2 separate regions of the Sus scrofa genome follow, and region 2 is linked to region 1. A link is a contact called in public HiChIP or PLAC-seq data. All regions are on one chromosome and are shown on one strand. The core of a region is the stretch at or near the end of the contact, and the rest is flanking DNA. Distances in the headings are between cores, read along the strand shown. Region 1 overlaps SYN2 (synapsin-2). Region 2 overlaps PPARG (peroxisome proliferator activated receptor gamma).

Region 1 (3,172 bases), core at 435-2,934:
AGGTATTACCGTTGTTTTACTATTACCACAGCCAGCGTGGCTTCTTCCTCTTCTGAACATTCATCCCATTTTTTGTCTACTCATAATATTTGGCTCATAGCATCACCATCTGATACCACCTTACAAACTCAGTTGTCTAAAAAAAAAATCTGTGATACCCTTCCCCCACCCTAGCCTCAGACCAATGGATTATGTAACAATACTTCGGAGCAAGAACCACCCATATGAGAGTCCTGGATTTTCCAACATTTTTGATTTTAAATATTATGTCCTGTTGTCATATTATATGGTCTAAGGACTGTACAAATATGATCATCAAATCTATAAATTTCCAACCGTTCCTCAAACTGTGTACTTATTCACAATCAGGCTTTGCTTATTGACTGGAAATGTTAGGAGTGATGGTTGTGGCTGAACACATGTAGAAAATCAGAAGAGGCTGCCCTCAGGACTGAGCCGTCTTCTTCCTTCTTGCATGTGCATGGCCCAGGGTGTCATGGTTTTTTTTTTTTTTTTTTCTCTTCTTCCCCACATGAAAATCTGTTCTCAATCTATATCCAAACTAAAAGACCTATAAACAGCACAGAGTGTAGATCTTCCCTGGGTGCCTGAGGCTTGCACAAGAATCAGAACCTCAAGCTAGAAGATAAAAGCACCAACAGTGTTCCCAGTAAATACCTAGCACTGGTCTGGACATTTATCTCTAACAAGGTTCCCTAGTTTCTAGATATTATTGCCTATAACTCCTATTCTTTCAGCCAAGCATCTGTAGGCATCAAGAAGTTAGAAAAGAAGCTAGAAATAGTAGAGGATTCCTATTTCCCACCCTGCACTCAAAGGGTAAAATCAGGCCTGCCAGTCTTGGGGAGAGTTTGTGAGCGCCTGGCGCCACCCCCTGGCAAGATGTGTGCTGCAGACAGGCTGTAGCCCCAGCTCGCTCACCCATGGAGCCGACTTCGCTGCACGGGTGATTCTCTCCAGGTACTTATTTGCTGCTCTGACAAACCAAGCCTGAAAATTAACTATTGCTTCTAAAAAGTGTGTGTCCCCACACCCAAATCTAGATTGTTGGCTTTTTTTCCAACTGTAGAAAGAAAGGCTGTGATTTGTCTGTAAATTCAGCAATAATTTACTAAATACCCAGTGGAAGATGCTGGAAACGTAGTAGTTGCCAAGCAGAGAAAACACGTCCAGAAAAGGAGACCAATATGCTTATGGGTAATTTGCTAAGGTCCTTTTTAACTCGATATTTATAACTAGTATTCACAGTCCTACCTCTCAATATTCTCCTTTAAAAAGTATTTAATGCCCACAACTAAAATAATAGCAACAAAATTTCATAGAGCTCAGAAAGATTTAAAGTGCAAACTAAGTTTCCTCTGCCTTCATGAATGTTACAAGTTAGCAGGGAGCAGAAACATAAATAAAATCCCAGAACATAAGGCATAAGATGCATTAGGAGTGTGGACACTACACTGTAGGAACCCAAAAAAGGGAAATCTCTGCCTGGAGAAGTCCAGGAAGGCTCCAGAGACAGACCTGAGTCTTAAAGAATGAGGGGGACTTTGCCACAGAAGAAGGAGAAAGCAGAATTGAAAGGCCAGTGCCAAGGCACAGAGGCTGCCTGAGCACTGAGCACTGAGCACTGCACAGCCCAGCTGCCTTGGGAGTAGGTCACACAGACTGAGAAGCCAGAGCTGAGGCAGCGGAGAAAGGGAAGGGACAGACTGTCAAAGAATATCAAATGTCAGGCTGAGTAGGTGGGACATAACAGCTTCCAAAAGACCTTTTTTTAATCTTTTATTATGAAAAAAATACATCCTCAATAGTTTTCAACATTTTGCAAATGTTTTTCATTTATTATTCTCACTGTTGTTGAGACTATTGGGTGTGCTAAAGAAAATCCCAAATATCATGTCATTTCTCTTGTAAAATTTTAAGTAATATCTCTAACTTACAATGGCTTAAAATTTTTTTTATTGTGGCCAAATATATAACAAAATTTGCCATTTAAACTATTTTCAAGTGTAAACTCAGTGGCATTCAGTACATTCACAATGTTGTGCAACCAGCAACACTATTTCCAAAACTTTTTCATTATCTAAAACAGAAACTATGTAACCATTAGGCAATAACTACCTATTCCTCCCTTCCCCTAGCCCCTGTAACTTCTAATTAACTTCTCTCTCTTTCTCCCTCTTTTTTTTGGGGGGGGGAGGCAATTAAGTGTTTATTTAAAGAGAGAAGAGTGAGAAGATAGGTGCGGGGAAAATACAGGCACAGACAGGCTGGGTCAGGGTCAGGGATGGAAAGGGAGAGAGAGACAGAGAGGAAGAATGTAATTTACTTCTCTTTATGGATTGCCTATCCTAGGGTGATGAGTCTTTAATAATTATTATTATTTAATAATTAATAATAATTTAAAGTATCTTTACTGAGTTGATAATCAAATTTTCCCAACTGTTTCCCAAAACATTGTCAAAGATTTTACGTGGAAAGGTGACATAATCGGATGTGCCTAAGATCTGAGAGACCACTTTGTCTGGGACATAGAAATGAGTAGAGGGAGCCAACCAGGAATCAAGAGCATTTGGGAAGCTGGTGCTGTAACTAGACTAAAGGACTGCTGTTTACTAGTACATGGCAAACCAGTAGCTACTGCATAACACCCATCAGGCAACTCAATTGATCATTTGATTGGTTAGGCCTAGAAACTTTGAAGATAACTGGGAAATGATAGTGATATTAAAAATAGGCTTTAGGAGTTCCCATAGTGGCTCAATGGTTAACGAATCTGACTAGCATCCATGAGGATGCAGCTTAGATCCCTGGCCTTGCTCAGTGGGTTAAGGATTCAGCATTGCCCTGAGCTGTGGTGTAGGTGGCAGATGCGGCTCGGATCCCGCATTGCTGTGGCTATGGCGTAGGTCAGCAGCTACAGCTCTGATTCGACCCCTAGCCTGGGAATCTCCATATGCCTCGGGCATGGCCCTAAAATAAAAAAGAAAAAAAAATGGCTTTAATTGAGTGATACAAAGACATCCCCTACAGATGTTCTGGAACAAAGACAAAAATGAGACCTAATATAGGTAGGCCTTACATTGGTAAAAGGGTTCTTAACTCAAATCTAATTCATGAAGCATAAAACTTTCTTTTAGTACACCGAGAAATG
Region 2 (3,172 bases), core at 234-2,733, 240 kb before region 1:
ATATTAACGCATGATAAATTTTTCCCCAAAGTATAAATGAGTGGGGGGAAAGTTACACATTTCTGCCCAGTAATTTCACACCTTTCCTGCAGGTATTTGTTTGAAAATAAACAACATGAACAGGATTTCAAGGGTTGAGAAGTGTCTTCTGAATGTATTCTATGGCTCTTACCACCCTAGGAACCTGCTACAGACATCATACCCAAAGCCAGACCCTACCTGTGAAAACCGAGGTACATGGATGTGACCCAGCTCACAGTCGCAATGCAAGGTGATGGCAGCACTGGGACCAGATTCAGGTATAGCTGTGTTTTGTTTTAATATAACTCCCGACTTGCTTTCTCAGCTTCCAATCAGGGAATATTTCTGCTTCTTGGAAAACCTGACTCTAACCATCATAACCCGTTCTGAGTTTTCTCAACAGTAGTCATCAATAAGCCTGCAGGTGTCTGAGAATCCACTGAGGTAGCCTGGGCTGCTGGGAGCCTCCCAGAAGATAAAATTCATGCACAGCAGAAGGACAGAGCTATTGAGAGAGCACTACAGAAAAGAAAGGAGATGTAATATCTGAAGCCTATTTTTGTGCCCCATGGAGAACCTCCTAAGAAAGGACTCAAGTCATTCTCCTGAATGATACAATAATGGAACTGAATATCTCTTCCAAACCGAGGTCAGGCCCTTCCAGAGAAAAGCAAGGCTGCTTGAAGGGATACAGTTGTGGCCAGTTATTCTGATGCCAAGAAAAGACAGGGATCCTGAAAGGGTGTGGTGGGATGAGAGGTCAGAGTTCATTTGTTAAAGTTAAAATGACTTGTGCAGCATTTTTTTTCTTTTTTCTTTTTTAACAGCCTCACCCGAGGCATATGGAAGTTCCTAGGCTAAGAGTCCAATGGGAGCTGCAGCTGCTGGCCTATATCACACAGCCACAGCAATGCCAGATCTGAGCCGCATCTGTGACCTACACCACAGCTCACAGCAACACCAGATACTTAACCCACTCATTGAGGCCAGGGATCAAACCCACATCCTCACGGAGACTACATCAGGTTCTTAACTCACTGAGCCACAACAGGAACTCCTAGGCAGCATTTTTATACTGTTCTTAAACATTTTATTAGGAGAACTTGAAGGAGTTTTTCCCTATTCAGAATGATGTTTACTTACCCTGTCTGAAAATACTTCTCTTTCTGTGTTTCAGACTCTGCCTGCGGTAGGTACCGGCCAATAGTCGAACAGTACTGTGTGTGTGTGTGTTTGTACACGTGTGATCATGTGTGCGTGCATGTGTGCGTGCGTGTGATGTGGTAAAACCATTTACTCAAGGGGAGAAACAACAACAACAACCCCAGCCACCCCAAATGAAGACAGGAGAAGAGAACTAACTGATTTGTCTGTGGTCTTTCCTGTCAAGATCGCCCTCGCCTTTGCTTTGGTCAGCGGGAAGGACTTTATGTATGAGTCATACAAGTGCTTTGCCAGGGCGCGGAGGTCAGCAGACTCTGGGTTCAGCTGGTCGATATCACTGGAGATCTCTGCCAACAGCTTCTCCTTCTCAGCCTGTGGCATCCGCCCAAACCTGATGGCTGCAGAGGAAGAGAAAGGGCAGGACGAATTAGCACGTACTGCTGCTCCTAAAGTGCACGGTTCTCTCCCCAGCCCCTGTGCTTCTGTAAAAGCCTCTCCTTCTCTCCACCAACATCAAGTTCTGGTTTCTATTTACAACTCTGCTCGTGTTTTTCTTTCACAGCAATAGCTCGAGGTATTGGTAAAAATTAAACCCTTCACTTTTGAAAGAAAGTAATGCATGATATTGCTGGGAAGGTAAAAGAATTCGAAAGTTCGGCAAAACAAGGAAAAGTATATTTACTTACAAATGAAATAATTGAGAGCCAGCTCCTACTGATCCCTCAAGACCCCACCCAAATGTCACCTCCTTTGTGAGGCTTCCTCTGATTTTTTCGCACAGAGTTTAATACTCCTTCTCCTATAATCCCCCAGCCCTCCATGTATTCTTCACACTGTACTGTATTTCATATGTCTATTTAGCCCACTCCACAATAACACCCTGAAAACTAGGGGCAGTGTCTTTATTTATCTTTGTATCCCCGGCACTTGACATGAGGTCTGGCCCTAAGAGGAGCAACATGTTTCATGAATGAAGGAAAGGAATTGTGCAGAATTCGAAGTTGTAGAGATGTAAGCTTTGTTCTCAGGGAGTCAGTGCAATCTGTTTCGTCCCTGTTACAGGGAAATATAGACAGTGCTTTCCTTCATGTGATGAAGCCAGAAAGTCCTTTTACGTTTAGTGGAGAGAAGCCATAGTGATCCCCCGGAGTTTTTCCAGGATCACCGCTTAATGATGTTTGTCAAAAAGACAATTTCCTTAATATTTGGCTGCCTTCGGGGTGAGGAAGTGTGAAAGAAGAAAATGAATGAAAGAAAGGTAGAGAGGAAGGAACATTTATAAGAAAGGTTCGTGAGGCCCAGGTTGGAGAAAAAACTATCTGCTTGTAACTCTTACTCAAATATGTTTTTCTACCTCTTTACCAATGCTATCAGAACAGCATTATAATTATTTTTTTTTACCAGTTATCACACCTCTTCCCAAGTGCTTACACACTATTTAACAGTTAAATTAAAAAAATGGGAATATGACTGACCTATTATATTAGTTTTAAATATATAGCAATGATTCCATATTTGCGCATATTGTGAAATGATCACCCCAATAAATCTAGTTAACATCTACATCACACATAGTTACAGTAACTTTTTTCCTGTGATGAGAACTTTTTTGAGAGCTACTCTCTTAGCAACTTTCAAATACGTAACAGCATTATTAATTGCAGTCACCATGCTGTACATTACATCCTGAAACTTATTTATTTTATAGCTGGAAGTTTGTACCTTTTGACCCCTTCACCCATTTCACCATGCCCCTTCCCTCCAGTTTCCCCTCCTCCAACCCATGCCTCTGGCAACCACTATCTGTTCTCTCTATCTATGAATTCAGAACTTTTTTTTTGTCTTTTTAGGTCCACACCCGCTGCATATGGAGGTTCCCAGGCTAGGGGTTGAATTGGAGCTTTAGCTGCTGGCCTACGCCACAGCCACAGCAATGCCAGAGCTGAGCCGCATCTACAACCTACACTGCAACTCATGGCAATGCCAG

Evidence for each region. HiChIP or PLAC-seq counts read pairs in DNA pulled down with a chosen protein or histone mark.
Region 2: an H3K27ac HiChIP or PLAC-seq map of alveolar macrophages shows a contact between it and region 1. The contact joins two enhancer-like sites. A contact is called at or near these places in 2 of 2 datasets of contacts at active chromatin or transcription factors (alveolar macrophages and skeletal muscle).

Annotation. Positions count from the first base shown.
Region 1 is chr13:68,164,668-68,167,839 of Sscrofa11.1, reverse strand. The region is part of intron 2 of SYN2 (synapsin-2); the gene reads right to left. Among named protein-coding and RNA genes, the nearest start is that of TIMP4, 25 kb to the left of the region's middle. Within about 2 kb of position 1,684, at least 5 of the 83 cell types and tissues checked have an H3K27ac peak or open chromatin away from gene starts, as enhancers often do. A contact at or near this core is called in alveolar macrophages, where this site is marked.
Region 2 is chr13:68,405,297-68,408,468 of Sscrofa11.1, reverse strand. It overlaps PPARG (peroxisome proliferator activated receptor gamma), which reads right to left. Exons shown (of 7, transcript NM_214379.1): 5 at 1,384-1,583. Among named protein-coding and RNA genes, the nearest start is that of PPARG, 43 kb to the right of the region's middle. Within about 2 kb of position 1,483, at least 14 of the 83 cell types and tissues checked have an H3K27ac peak or open chromatin away from gene starts, as enhancers often do. A contact at or near this core is called in alveolar macrophages, where this site is marked.